5 separate regions of the Mus musculus genome follow, and all the other regions are linked to region 3. The links are chromatin contacts, called in public promoter capture Hi-C maps. All regions are on one chromosome and are shown on one strand. The core of a region is the stretch at or near the end of the contact, and the rest is flanking DNA. Distances in the headings are between cores, read along the strand shown. Region 1 holds the start of Cemip (cell migration inducing protein, hyaluronan binding). Region 2 holds the start of Abhd17c (abhydrolase domain containing 17C). Region 3 holds the start of Efl1 (elongation factor like GTPase 1). Region 4 holds the start of Fah (fumarylacetoacetate hydrolase). Region 5 holds the start of Mesd (mesoderm development LRP chaperone).

Region 1 (2,801 bases), core at 161-2,660, 1.4 Mb after region 3:
ACCTTAATCAGTGAGGGAGGTGCCTGAACACACCAGACTCAGGGCCACAGGCCCCGAGTGGCGGAAGTAGCTGGGAGCTGTCCATGGTGGCGCCGAGCCTGGGCACGCGGAGCAGCCTATTCCCCGCCCGCGGGCGCGCCTTAGGGTCCCTCTCCAGACCGCGGAGATGGAAATGACTCCCTGGCTCACGGTCTCCTGGACAGGCTTCAGCCAAGCCGTGGCTCTCACATCAAAAGCTTGGTTTTAAAGAGAAGGTCTTACCTGTGGGCAGAGTTGGCTGCTCGGAGCAGGACTGAGAACCTCAGACCTGGGGCGGGTAGAGTGTCCAGTCTTGGGGAACACCGGCACAACGCTCGGTCAAGAGCACAAGGATTCTCTGGGGTTCATTCCGAGATGTCACCGAACCAGAGCGGAGAGCTTGAGAACCGTGGACAACTCAGTCTTGTGCCTTATGGAGACCTTGGTTTTTCTGTCAATCTAGCGAGACCCTTCTTGCAGATGCTGTCTGTTGCCAGGGGCCACCAAATGTCCCTGCAGCGCTGCCAGGCTTAGTGTTTGTTTAAATAACAGCAGAGGCCACCGAGGTCGTCTAACATCAGATCATCTCCTCCAGCCCGGTGCCAGCGTATCACTGGGAGGGCAGAGGCAGGTTAGGGAACCCAGGAGACCTTGCCTACGTGGTAGCGACAAGGTACAGTCTTGCGAAGCTCACCATTAGCCACACGGTAAGCGCGTTCCCTGCACCGGGCTCCTTGCGAGACCTGCCTAGGGGCCATCTCTCTTCGATTAGACACTGTTGTTTGTGTGAACATCTGGTGCCATTCACAGGGGCACAAACTAAGCAAAACAGAAATCCACCTCCCGTCGAATACATTCCTGGACGATGGTGTCCCCAACACCTGACATTTGTAAAGATTTCAGAGACGAAGGACCGTGGCGGAGGCGTGTGCCCACCAATATATTCATGGATAGGCAGGCAGGCAGACAGACAGACAGACAGACAGACAGACAGTGGTAGACAGCATAGAATAATAGGCTGGACAATCAGACTGATGGAGGGCAACGTTCTACCTAACAGAGGGGAGAATGTGGGATCCGGTCTCTCCTCTCCTCCCCATAGCTTAACCCAAGCAGCCCTCGCGCCCTAGCTCCGGTCCTCTTACCTCAGGTTGATGACCGAGACCCTGCCACGCCTCGGGGATCTGGAGTGCAGCATCCCGTAGTCTAGTATCTGATCCCACGCGTTGAGCTCCTGAGCGTAAGCAAGTGGGACGGGAGCTGGCGGAAAGTGGGGTGCAGATTCCGACCTCACTCGGCACAGTGCTCCAGCAGCACCAGACCACTGCCACTCAGCGCAGAAGGCGCTCCTCGCTCGACTCCGCGCGCTCACTGGCTTAGTAGCTAGCTCGGAGCTGCCAGCCCGAGCCGACGCTTTTTATAGTCGCCTTCCGGGCCTGACTCCTCCCCACCAGAGCCCCCGGCGCCCGCACTCATCCCGTCCCCCCTGTCCCACCCCTGTCTCTGGGCAGCGTCCTCCCACTCACCGCGGTGGGCGGCCTGCGGGGCTGGACCCGGGCGGGCTCTGGCGGCCGCTCCGGGAGCCGCAGACCTGAGCCCGAGAGCCGCCGCCGGGACAAGCCGTGGCCACCAGGTGAGGGCGCTGGAGCCTAGGACGAAAGCTGCGGACCTCCGAGGGCTTAGTGATGGAAGCGCAGCTTGTATCCAGTGGCCTCCCCAAGGGACAGTCAGCCAGAAAAAAGAGATTTTGACAGAGTCGCCACCACTCTACGTTCAGGCTGTTAGATTTCAAACCCGTAACACTTTTTGTAAGCCAACATAGCAACAGAATCCAGGATCGCCTAGGTCTAGAGGTCTCTTAGAGAAGATCTTGTTTTGAAAGCTAGGGAGATGACCGCTAAGATGTTTACAGGTTTGAAAAAACAGAGTTCAGTTCCCAGAATCCTCATAAAAATGCCTTGGGTGGGCAATAGCCCTAATTTGTAATTCCAGAGCTGGGGAGGTGGAGACAGGTGGCTTGTTGGGGCTTGCTGGCCAGTCCGGGTAAAATAGAGATACCCGGTCTCAAAAACAAATAACACTCCAAGCAGCTTGACCTCTGTCTTAGGGGACACACACATACACACACACACACACACGGATAGTAGAGTTACTTCTTCACATGTGTCAGTTTTCTGCACATGCCAGTTACTTGACCATAAACAAGGGACTTCACCATTGGGCTCCCATGAGCCTGGAGAGAGGATTTCAGTGAGATTTTGTGGGTACTAAGTCATAGTAAGTGTTTGCTATCCTGCATGTAGTCTGTGCCTGGACAGGACAATGTTCTCAAGGATCAAAACAAGACAGTGCCACCAGTGAGTTATCCTCTGCCATAGGAATAAGTAAGCCCACCCAGAGCATCTAGCATCTCCTCAACACTGGGTGCCCTGAGCACCAGCTACCTATCCACTCTGACCCTGGCAAAAAGGGTGAAAGGTGCTGGGGATTTTTTTTTCCATTTCATTTTAATTCTAAGATGACAGCTTTGGTTGCAATTCTATATGCTGTCCCTCTTTGAGACTTATTGCTCAGCTCCCTCCTCTGGTTAATGAGAGTTCTCAAGTACACATTTCTTCCTGCCTGCCAATGTCCTATGCTCACTGCTGTGCGAGAGGGTCTTCATTCTAGGCAGTGCCCACCAGCTTTAGGAATCTCAGTGCAGGCTTTAGGGCCAGTCTATGGCAGAGACTTTGGAAGCCCCTGTCTAGGTCCTCTGGGCAGCAGCCTTTGGGCCATGTGTT
Region 2 (2,765 bases), core at 258-2,757, 1.5 Mb after region 3:
GGAAATAAAGTCATTATTACTGGCCATGTACTTAGCTTAGCAAATAGACGTTTCATAAAAACGATACAAAGGTCTCTAAAAAGAACAGTGCCTACTGTCATTCTGGGGACTTATTCCTCTAACGAAATCCAAGCTCATTACACACAGGACCTCAGGTACGGTTGCCACCTGTGCTATGGGGATTGCATGGGAAGGTCACAAGCACCAAAACTGGTCAGGTCACTTGACTTTCCCGCAAACCAAATGTCTAAGTTCAGAGTAAAACTTAAGTTAGTTCCCCCCCCCCCCAACCTGGTCTGTCCTCAGAATATAACAATTTGTGCTTAGCATATAAAAGACCCTGAATAAATACTTTCCAGTTTTATGAACGCTAACTCAAGGTCAAGAGATTTCCTCACGCCTATAACACTCTGCGCTACTGGTGGTGTTTAGGGAAGGTTCTTCAGCTAACTTCCTGATCTCCCAGTGCCACATACTCTGCGGGACCAGGAGGCAAAGTCCTCCCCACACCCGACCCGACCCAGCCTTAAGGGCTGCACAGGCATCGCCCCAGGGACACTTTCTACTTGGAAAGTCTTTTAGAGGTCATCGTCTCTCCCCAGCTGTCAAGGGCTCTGAAAACCCCAAGGTCACTTCTACCAGACCTTCGGGGTCTGCGCGTAGCTCAAGACACAACTCAAGCCCAACCAAGTTGGTTTGGCCGGTACATTGGCATCCCCCACAGCGGCCACGTGCGTTTAACCGGAGCCACAAAGACTCCAGGCCGCGCGGGCCAGTGAAAAGCAGGCAGGACCCTTTAAGTCTGAGCTCTCCATCCCCGAGGGCTGTTGCAATCTCGAGCGAATGCAACAATCCGGGAGCACAAGCCCGCACCCCAACCGTGGCTCGGGGCTCACCGGGTGCGCAGTGCCTGCCACGCGGCGTCGATGTCAGCGTAGAGATTCTTTTCGGAGGGCTTGCCGGAGCTCACACCATAGCCCGAGTAGTCGTAAGAGAAGATGTTGCAGTTGATGCGCGAGCCCAGGCCGATGTAGAAGCTACACATCTGGCCCAAGTCCACGGCGTTGCCGTGCGAGAAGAGCAGCGTGTAGCGGCTGGAGGGCGCGCAGCGCACGAACATGCAGCCCAGCCGGTTGTCGCGGGCCGTGCGCGAGAAGAAGACCTCGACGGCGTCCAGTTCGCGCTGCGAGTACTGCCAGTCGGCGCGCTCGCTCAGGTGCAGGCTGCACGCGCCGGGGCCCGCACCCTCCTCGGCCGGAGCGGGCTGCGCCGCCGGGGCGGGCGCGGGGGTCGCCGCGGGAGCGGGCGCGCGCTGCTCGGGCGCCAGCACCGTGTAGGTGGGTTCGGGCGGCAGGAAGGCCAGCTTGGCGGCGATGCGGCTCGGACAAGGAGGGCAGCAGAAGAGCCAGCACAGCTCGCCGAGCGAGAAGCCGTTCATCCTGGGGCCGGGCTCGGGCATCGGGGCGGCCTGGCGCCCGCCGCGGGCGGGAGGGAAGCGCAGGGAGCGCAGAGGGAGAGCGCCGAGAACTGGAGGCCGGCCGAGAAGGCGGAGAGGCCAGGGGCGGGGCCAGGCGGGCGCGGCGCGGCGAGCGGGGCGGGTCAGCGGCAGCCCCGCAGCCCCGGCGAGGTGCGGACGGCCGGGGCTCGCGCGCGGCACACAAAGCCCGCGGCGGCGGCGGCCATGGCCCGCTCCAGCGCGCCGCCCCGCCCCCGCACGCTACTGCCACTTCCGGGTTACCGCGCCGCGCGCCCCCACAGGCGGGCGGGGCTACCCATCGGAACGGACGCCCCAGTCTGAAGCAGGACTCCCCGGGCTGGGCGGGGCTCCCGCCTCTTGGGCGGGAGTTAGCGCATCTGGGCGGGGCTACTCGTTAGAACAAACTCCCCGGTCCGAAGCGAGGCTCTGGAGTCTGGGGCGGGGCTTAGCGCGATTGGGGCGGGGGTCTGAAGAGATTAGAGCGGTTGGGACAATCCTGGATTGAAAAGGTAGGTGTGCAGATACTTTAGGATTCAGTTCTCCAAAACCAGCTTTCTGTCCTGGTGGAGTTATTGGGAATTTATGTAAAAGATAATTATTGAGAAAGAGAATTGAGTACATTAAAAATGCCTTGCTTTCCTCTAATCAATGCTATTTTTTTCTCTTTTGGTTGTTTGAGACAGTTTAGCCTACACTGGTTTAGAACTCACATGCTTCTAGCCTCTACCACCACTTGCTGAGATTCAAGACTTCTTGAACAGCCACTACCATAAATGCTCTGGTCCATCTCGTACGTGTTCCCGTGTTGCAGGCGGCTGTTGGGTATGTACAGCTACGCAGGTCTTTCTGTAATAACAATTACAGCAGAGCCTGTTGGTTTTACAACAAATGGTGTCAACACGGTCCTCTCTCACCCCCATCCCTTACATCATCCCCTGTGGTGCCAACTGGATACTCCATATCTGTCCTTTTTGATGTTAGTTTCTCTAGAACTGTTTTGGCGCCAGACTTTTTAATCATGAAAGACATGTTACAACGATTTTAATCCACTATTGTCTTGGCTATAGGCTTTAAGTGATTTTCCAAATATAACTCTCAGGGCTTCTGAAACCGTGTGAACCCTGGTGTCCGGTTGGCAGAGCCTCTCCTCTGGACTTTGGCACCAGGCTTTCCTTTCAGGGGTAGGAGGTCATTTTAGGCTACCTGCAATGAATACAACCAGAGCCCCAGTGGGCAGTCACCATTCCAGACCTCATAAATGTCCCAAGAAGGATTACAACATTTTTTA
Region 3 (2,700 bases), core at 68-2,567:
GAAGGTAGCCAAAGTTTAAAAACCATTGGCTGAGTGGAACTATGTATGTCATAGTAACTACCCATTTTGTCAAAGATTCTTGTACCTCAGTTATAAAACTGAAAGCAGCTAAGGCAGTGCTCTCGCTGCAACTAAGTGTTTGCAAGGGACATTTCGGCAGAAGTTATTAGCCATGCTTCAAAGCCTAAAGGGGATTCCTCTTACATTGGCAGTCCCCCCAGCTCTGTGGATGGTGATATTATTCTTGAAGAATGTAAAGTCCCTAATATAATGAATTTCCTGATGGGTGGATGGGAAAATAACTTAGTTTGTAGATAAATTCAGATTCAAATACATTTTTTTTCTTACATACAAGATTTTGCAGATTCAAGCCTTAAAAGTTATGTTTGCATCTGTTCAAACATACAAACAATGTTTATTACAAAAGGGGCTGAGAAACTGCTCTCAATCAATATGTGTTGTAGCTGGTTGCCCTTAGAAGGGGATTACAAGTACAAAGGGCTTGGCGTTACTCAGTTACTCTTATTCACTTATCAAAGGTGATCTAACCCCTGGGTAAACAGTAAGCTTGAGGATAGAGAAGAATGTGTTTACTGGTGATGTAAAGTTGTTAGGCAGGACTTACAAACCAAACCTGAGGTTTACGGTGAGGACTATTGCCATTTTTGTCTGTCAGAAAGGCCTCAGGAAAATGTTGCCTTGGCAGGAATAAAAATAGAGTTTAGAGGATGGAAGGTTCTGGGTGGCAAACGAAATACCATGGATACTGTTCTTTTAAGTTAACCAATAGAATCGGTGGGTGACTCCATCACTTACCAGCCATATTTGCTCATACTACTTAGCTGATCTGAACTGTATTTTAGCTTAAATCTCTGGATGGGAAGCCTCAGGGAATGCAAAGAAAATAAGTTTTGCCCAGGAGCTAGCCAAGCAGAGGAAATGGGCAGCATTTAGCAGAGCATAAGGTCGGGGGTGGGGGGTGGGGGGTGGGGGTGGAGTAGGGGTCTCCTCCGGTTCAGGCAAGGGAGTCCTTAGGGGGTGTGCGCGGCGGGGCTCGCGGCTCTGCGGACGCCACACCGGGCGGACGTTTCTTACCCGCAGGTGCAAATCTGGCACAGACACCAGTTCCTCATGCTCTGCGCTCCAGCGTCCCCCTCCGCAGGCTTAGGCTGGCACACTTCAGAGCAGCTACAGCGTCCGCCGTCGTCAAGGCGACCGCGGAACTCCAAGTTGAAGGGAAACGACGTGGCTTCCGGTGATGTTCTAGATGCGCGCGGGTCAGAGGTCACAGGCCCACAGGCCCCGCCCCCAGGCTCCTGCGACTTCCGGTCTGAGCTACCCCTGGAGTCTTAGGTGCGTGGGTGAGGTGCGGCGTGGAGCTGGTGAGTGGGGGGACTTGCTAGGGACGCCGGCGACCAGACGGTGACGGAGACCCGGGGGGGTCATGTCGATTGGGCTGGGCGAGGAGTGTCCCGAGCGGCTGCACTTTATAGGGACCCGGTACTCTCAGCGGCAGCGACTCCAGGAACCCAAGAGGAGGAAGGGCATGCAGACCTCGATTTGCTTCTTTTAATTGGAGAGAGGGGTAGAAGGTGTGTCGTGCACCTGGTGTGTTCCTAGGCACGTGATCCAAAAACTTTTAAGGACACTCAGTGCAGTCACAGGGCCGAAGTTCTCATGTCTGATAAAAGCCAGCAAGCTTGACAGAAAGGCAGACTTTTGGAGGGACTGAAGTAGGGAAGGGTGTGTGTGTGTGTGTGTGTGTGTGTGTGTGTGTGAGAGAGAGAGAGAGAGAGAGAGAGAGACTGACTGTCTGTCTCTGGTGTGTGTGTGTGTGTGTGTGTGTGTGTGTGTGTGTGTATGTATGTATGTATGTATGTATGTGAGTGTGAGTGTGACTTAGCCGGGCGCCTCTGCACCTGGCTCCCAACTGCGTGATTCATCGCATGGCAGATCCGGAAACTCCCAGCTCACCCCACAAGTACTGTCAGCAGGATGTGTGGACTTTACCATGGAACATGGGCCTAAAGGACTATATCCCCTCAGGGCCAGAAGGAAATAGATGTGGCTAAACATTCATTGGGTTCTCAGTTAAGGAATCTGAGGCGACTTGTCAGCATCAGCATCTCCCTCTCAGTTTGTCCATTTGGTTTTCGCTGTTGTGCACACCACCCCCACCCCCACCCCCACTAGATTTTGTACCATTTTTAATTTGCATTTAATGTTTAGTCCCAGGAAATAACCATGGTGCTCAGTGGTGTTGATAAGATGATTCGACTTCAGAAGAACACTGCCAACATTAGGAATATCTGTGTTCTGGCTCATGTTGACCACGGTAAGGCTTTTAGAATTGGGTTTTATTAACAAAGAGGAAATGTCTCTGTTTCATTGGAGCGGTGAGAGTGATGCTTGCTAAGGAGTTGTGTGTTGTGCCATGTCAGAGAAGCATGCTGTAGAACGTTTGAAATAAATGGATTAACGGGTGATTGGTGGTCTGCCCAGTATGTCATACAATGCTTTTGAATTTGGATTTTTGTTAAAATATGGAAAAGTTTCTTGAGATGGTAAAATGTCTGTGGTCTTGGTAGAATATATCTTCTATAAATTCTATTTAATTCATCCTATACTGAGCATTTGCTAAGTTGGCAGTGCTTTTTTAGATTTGTCAGGCCCTAGACATTTATGAGGCCAACCTGTCCA
Region 4 (2,800 bases), core at 185-2,684, 2.0 Mb after region 3:
CCAGTTCTCTCAACGTGCCTGACTGCACAAATGTCCCTGCCTAACCCACTGGAATTCCCAGAAAAGGCTGAGAGCATGTCTGCTGAGGGCAAAGTATCAGAAGAGGCCAGAGGGAGTATTCTACTTCCACAAGGCGGTTGGTTGGCTCAGGTTAAGGCTCCACACACCTCAAACGTGGAAAGGACAACAAGTTAACTCTGTGTCCTTGCAACATCTAGTCATGCCTGGTGGTTGTGAAAGCATTACCTGACTCTTCTGACCAAGGCAATCTGCACAGGCAGGATATGAAAGGACAACAGATGTGGAGAAAGCTATACACTGCCAGGAACCACTTCCTTTCTTTCTTCCTTTTGCTGGTGCATGCCAGCCAAGTACTTTAGAACAATGCTACCTGTCTGTACTGGCAAAGATATTCATACTCCTTTTATGGTGCAAACAGTTCCTACACACAAAGCTGAATCAACACTATAAACAAGCAAAATAAATAAAACAAAAACAAACAAACAACCCTCCCCCCAAAAGCTCAAGCAGAAAATAGCACAAACATTTCAGAGTGATATGCGTTGCCCACCCAAGGATAGGATAGATAACTCAGCTCCACTAAACCATTTGCAAAGATTTCTTTCAAGTCAGACTATGTGTACAAGTCAAAGTTCATTTCTCCTGCCCCATGAGACCTGTGGTTAGTTCAGTGAATGCCTAGCAGTTCACTCTAGAGCAGAAAGAATTTAGGTTAGAGGTAAAAGAAGCCTGTGTCTTAGACCGAAGTTTCTAGGCCAGGAAGTGCTCAGAGGAGTTGCTCGAAATTATGGGAGTCAGCTGGTACTTTCGAGGTTACAGGGTTAAGGACTAAGCAGTGAAGTGAACGACCACCCGCGTTTTGTAAGGAAATTATGCGTCCGTTTTTGGGTCACAATCGCTTAGGCCTGCTGCCCAGGCAGGGGTGATAGCTCCCATTTCTCTATGCTCTGGTTCTTGCACAGGCCCATATATACCCACATATACTTAATTTCCGTAACGTGCACAGCTATGGGTCCTGAGCGGCACTGTAGCCACAGGCGCTCTCCCCGAGGCTCTGGAGAAACTGACCAGAACTCCCACCTCCCGGCTCCCGAGCCCAAAAATCGATGCTCACGTTGCTTTGAGTGGAGAAAACACCATAGGGCAGGTTTTGGATGGGAAAGTCGGAGTCCTCGGCCACTGGAATAAAGGACATGCTGACGAGCACCGGGCAGCAGAGCCCACGGCGGGTAGGGGGTTGGCTAACGGGACTATGCTTAGGGCAAGGATCAGACTAGCCGAGGGCCTTTAGATTCAGGGACCGCCCCGAACCCCGGGCTGCCCTTCCTCCAGCCAATACCCGGTACCACCTGGCACACACCCCTACCCGCCCCACTGGGACCGCCTCCCCACCCTAGTGATTCTTTTAGCACCCGCCCCGGAACCGCCCCACACCCTTCCCTCCTTCCCTACCCTGGGTCCACCCTCCGTACTATCCAGCACCCGCCCCGGGCCACCCCATTCCCACGCCTCTCGACTGTTCCGCATCCTTCCTGGCCAGCCCCTGCCTTGGAACCACCCGGTACCCGCCCTGAGACCACCCCGTTTTCTTCTCGGGCGACCTCTACGAGTCCAGGACCGCCTCATCGGTCTGGATATACAAGACATTCTCCTCATCCTCCCTAGATGTGCCCGGAGCCCTGGGATCTTCCCGCCTTCGCCCCGCCCCAGATGTGCCCGGAGTCCTGGGGTCACCCCACCCTCATCCTGCCCCCGAGATCCCGTCGTGTCCACGCCCTGCCTTTCCCCCTCACCCCACCCCCCCCCATCTCCATCCCGGAACTGTCAGACCGTTCCGCCCCTATGTCTAAACCTCCCCCTTCCGGGTCCAGCACCTGGATCCAGGTATTGGTCTCACCTAAAATGCCCAAGACCCAAAGCCCCGCCCCAGTAGGTGCTTTATTTCCATAATCTCTGAGGCCTCGCCCTTTTGCAAAACCGCCCAGCCTCCCTTATGAGCCAAGCTTTTTCCCTGACCCCACCTCCAGAATGCAAATTGGGATCCACCCAGTGACCCCATTCTTTTGTCTGGGACTGCCTCTGGCTCCTGTGGTGTCACTGGATACTGCAGAGGATTTGTCCCCAGTTCATCTGCCTGTGTAGCCTTGCTCAGTCAGGGTCCAGAGACCTTGCCCTGAGCACTGGTGAAAGATGGAGTTGGAGCCAGCGTCTAGAAGTGTGACACGCCTGCGTTAACGTCTTGGTGTTCTGCCTGTGCTTTCTTCCGTACAGTACTAGTGGGGAAGGGGGTCTACTTCACAGTAGAAACAAGAATTCGATTAGTTAATGATAGTTGACTTCCAAATGAAAGAGCGGGAGGAAGACCTATGGACTCTGGGACCAGAGATGTTAGAAGTTTGGCTAGTTACTGACTAGAAACGTGGGCGTCCATGATAAAGTGAGATCTCACGGGAGTACCCCGCAGACTGGGGCCGTGTTCGTGCAAATGCTTCAGAAACACAATCTGATAAAATAAAAACGGGTTATTTAAATTCTTTTTTGTATTGTGGAGACATGACTTATGGCCTAAACTGTGATCTATTTTAGAGAAAGCTCTGCTGAGAATTTGTGCTTTCTGGCTGTTGGAGGGTGTAATGTTTAATATTGTCAACTTCACTATCATATTTAGAATCACCATGGAATCACATCTCCACGTGTCTGTGTGTTTCCAAAAGGTTAAATGAATGTATGCAGCATCACCTCTTGGACTGGAGGCCTTGAATAAATGATAGGAACATGG
Region 5 (2,700 bases), core at 161-2,660, 1.2 Mb after region 3:
TTGAGGCCAGCCTGGTCTACAAAGTGAGTTCCAGGACAGCCAGGGCTATAAAGAGAAACCCTGTCTCGCAAAAACCAAAAAAAAAAAAAAAAAAAAAAAAAAAAGAACCCAAGTATGCTTAGTAATTAACACAGTATGCTGATATAAACATTGAAAACCCATTCTTGAGATACATTTGTAAATATAGAAATAAATTGTATGCATTATGTGGCACTTTGGGGTCAGTACTTAAGGTATAGTTTTTGAATATTTTCCAACTACACCAAGGTTTCATGTCTTATGATATAATTTGAAATTTTAAAGAAATCAGATCTGCCACTTAAAGCTTAGGAAACTTTAAAGTATCTCTGACCCCAAGTATTTTAATTTTGAAGATCTTAGTGGTCAAAATCTTGTAAAATAGAAAATAAAATTAGGGTGGTTTTGTCCTATAGGTTAAAGCCACAGTGGTAGATGAAAATCAGAAGAGACAGGAACTATTTTAAACAATAAAAATGGTTATCAATTAAATGGGTTTTTTTTTCCAGTTTAATTGACAGTGATATTGAAAGAATGGTGGGTCGAAAATCATCCGTGGAGCAGAATAACAATAGACCCTATAATTACAGTCTTCGAGAAAAGTTGCCCTAGCTGTCCTTAGCTTTTCAGCAGGCGGTTTGTTCTTGCTAGAAATTACTAGGGAGCGTAGTTGAATGTCAACACCCTGAAAAGGGCCTCAGGGTCAAGGTAGTTTGCATATCTTCCAACTCATTCATTTCATAGGCTTCGAGGACTCTGTCACTGAAACCCTGAGGGAACTTTCAGACCCTGGCTAGAGAATGAGAGACAAAAGGGCTGACTTCTAACAAAACCCCCAAATAGTGGAGAAAGCACAGTTGGGCAGGACCCAGCTAGAGTAGATTGTTTGGCCAGGCCAAGGGGCGGAGCTCGCGGGGCGGAGCCTGGCAAGGGGAGGAACCAGGAGGAAGAACCCTTGGTCCCCAGCCAGGTGAGCTCCCAGAGCTATGGGGCGGAGTCTGGTGAGGAGGCGGTACCCTAGGGGCGGAGTCAGGAGACCGTGGCTGAGGGGTGGAGTCAAGTGGTGAAAGGCTCGATGACGGGGAGGAGCCTGAGGTTGGGAGCCCCAAGGGAATGCAGTTGTGGGCGGAGCCAAGGGGGTCGGAGCTACCGGATGAGGTCCGGACAGGAGGAACCAGAACGAGGCGGGGTGCGGTAGGCTACGGACTCCTCGGAGGCGGAGCCATTGGGACTTGAGTCCGCGAGGGTGGGACGGGGTCAAGTACTGGGTTTAGTTCTGCGCAGAACACGCTTAGGGACTGGATTGGAAGGCCGGGGGCGGGGTGGGGGCGAGGCCCCGGCGTCCGGACTCCGCACGCTGTCTGCGCAGGCTCATTGTGCCTTACGCTGGGCAGTCCGTTACGCTAGGCTGCTAACATGGCTGCCTCCAGGTGGCTGCGCGCGGTTCTACTGTTTCTGTGTGCCTCGGACCTTCTGTTGCTCCCTCCTCCTAATGCCTACGCGGCGGACACTCCGGGCGAGGCCACCCCACCTCCACGGAAAAAGAAGGACATCCGCGATTACAACGATGCCGACATGGCGCGACTTCTGGAGCAGTGGGAGGTCTGTGTCGCCTGCACACTTCTGAGCATCTCCCATACAGATCCCTTTTCTCCTAACCCTTACCCTCTCGGACATTTGACCTTCTGACTTTTGTCCCCTGATCCCGCTCGCTGCCCTCTGAGGGTCTTTCTTGAAATGTCTCCCAGTACCCGTTGACTCCCGCGTCTCTCTTCATTCCACCACGGCTCAGGCCTCTCGCCCAGTGTCTTTCGCTATCATGGCTCCTCAGCCACTCCAGTCAGCACTTGGACTCTCACCAGTCAAGCCCTACTTTCCTTGCTATGTCGCAGGGGTCTCTACATTGATCTTGGTGGTTTGTGAGCCGCGAACAGGGAGCGAGCGCTCCTGAAGAGCATTCCCTCCTTCCTCCTCCTGTTCTGGAGTGAATGGGTTCTAAAGGTGGTCTCTCAACTTTTTTTTAGCTTTGATAGAGATCTTTCCAAATATAGAGGGTTTCCGACTTCTTTTGGTGTATATTCCTGCTGGGGCTTTTGTAATTTCTTGGGTGGGTTTATTTTACTGGTAAAGGGAACTAAGGCATATCTCATATGCAACTCAGGTTTTTCATTGATGGGAGTAGTGGACTTGTTTTGTGAGAGGCCGAATTCTGGTCTGTTACTTGATTGCATTTGGGGTATGCAAAAGGTTCTAAGGAGGGATTCCTGATCAAAAGTACACTGCAGCCCTTGATTGTACTGTCGTATTTGATTGGCACAGCTGATGGAAAGGAATCACACACATAGCTATATTCACTGTGTAAGGTTCTCTGCCAGAGAACTTTTCAGAGTTTGTTTCCAATGCTGATTTTTTTTTTAACTTGTGGCTAACTATATTGTTGGAAGGAGGTAAGACTTTTGGGCATACATTTAAAATATCCACCTGTTGGATTTGACTTAAAAAGGGGGGACTCCTGTTGTTGTTCTCTGTACCCAACAGAAGAATTGGAGTAGTGGGGCCATGGTAGTGCAAGGTTGTAATTCCAGCACTTAAGAGACTAGTGGAGGAGGCTAGCCTTAGTTAAACCTGGGCTACATAGTAAATTTCAAACTGGTTTGGGCTCCACTGTGAGATTCTGGAAAG

Evidence for each region. Promoter capture Hi-C pulls out the DNA fragments that hold promoters and counts their contacts. Capture Hi-C pulls out chosen DNA fragments and counts their contacts.
Region 1: a promoter capture Hi-C map of embryonic stem cells shows a contact between it and region 3, with 2.8 times the contacts expected there. The contact joins the promoter of Cemip here to the promoter of Efl1 in region 3. A contact is called at or near these places in 5 of 39 promoter capture datasets (the C10 cell line, embryonic stem cells, hippocampal neurons and 2 more) and 1 of 115 datasets of contacts at active chromatin or transcription factors (astrocytes).
Region 2: a contact with region 3 is called in a promoter capture Hi-C map of liver, with 4 times the contacts expected there. The contact joins the promoter of Abhd17c here to the promoter of Efl1 in region 3. A contact is called at or near these places in 4 of 39 promoter capture datasets (the C10 cell line, cranial neural crest, liver and 1 more), 1 of 484 Hi-C or Micro-C datasets (CD4 T cells), 1 of 115 datasets of contacts at active chromatin or transcription factors (astrocytes) and 2 of 9 other capture datasets (adipose tissue and liver).
Region 4: a contact with region 3 is called in a promoter capture Hi-C map of liver, with 2.8 times the contacts expected there. The contact joins the promoter of Fah here to the promoter of Efl1 in region 3. A contact is called at or near these places in 1 of 39 promoter capture datasets (pre-B cells) and 1 of 9 other capture datasets (liver).
Region 5: a promoter capture Hi-C map of liver shows a contact between it and region 3, with 8 times the contacts expected there. The contact joins the promoter of Mesd here to the promoter of Efl1 in region 3. A contact is called at or near these places in 5 of 39 promoter capture datasets (the C10 cell line, hippocampal neurons, liver and 1 more), 9 of 484 Hi-C or Micro-C datasets (CD4 T cells, CD8 T cells, Th1 cells and 5 more), 9 of 115 datasets of contacts at active chromatin or transcription factors (astrocytes, bone marrow-derived dendritic cells, bone marrow-derived macrophages and 6 more) and 2 of 9 other capture datasets (adipose tissue and liver).

The regions. Positions count from the first base shown.
Region 1 is chr7:84,085,095-84,087,895 of GRCm38.p6, forward strand. It overlaps Cemip (cell migration inducing protein, hyaluronan binding), which reads right to left and starts at 1,411. Exons shown (of 29, transcript NM_030728.4): 1 at 1,164-1,411.
Region 2 is chr7:84,150,386-84,153,150 of GRCm38.p6, forward strand. Abhd17c (abhydrolase domain containing 17C) reads right to left here and starts at 1,508. Exons shown (of 3, transcript NM_133722.2): 1 at 897-1,508. The coding sequence starts at 1,459. It overlaps LOC117997403 (a long non-coding RNA gene), which reads left to right and starts at 1,755. Exons shown (of 3, transcript NR_169136.1): 1 at 1,755-1,986; 2 at 2,161-2,299.
Region 3 is chr7:82,647,297-82,649,996 of GRCm38.p6, forward strand. Efl1 (elongation factor like GTPase 1) reads left to right here and starts at 1,318. Exons shown (of 20, transcript NM_175317.3): 1 at 1,318-1,382; 2 at 2,230-2,335. The coding sequence starts at 2,245. Saxo2 (stabilizer of axonemal microtubules 2) reads right to left here and starts at 1,232. Exons shown (of 3, transcript NM_177894.4): 1 at 1,096-1,232. The coding sequence starts at 1,133.
Region 4 is chr7:84,604,508-84,607,307 of GRCm38.p6, forward strand. Fah (fumarylacetoacetate hydrolase) reads right to left here and starts at 1,435. Exons shown (of 14, transcript NM_010176.4): 1 at 1,136-1,435. The coding sequence starts at 1,216.
Region 5 is chr7:83,890,856-83,893,555 of GRCm38.p6, forward strand. It overlaps Mesd (mesoderm development LRP chaperone), which reads left to right and starts at 1,411. Exons shown (of 3, transcript NM_023403.4): 1 at 1,411-1,620. The coding sequence starts at 1,435.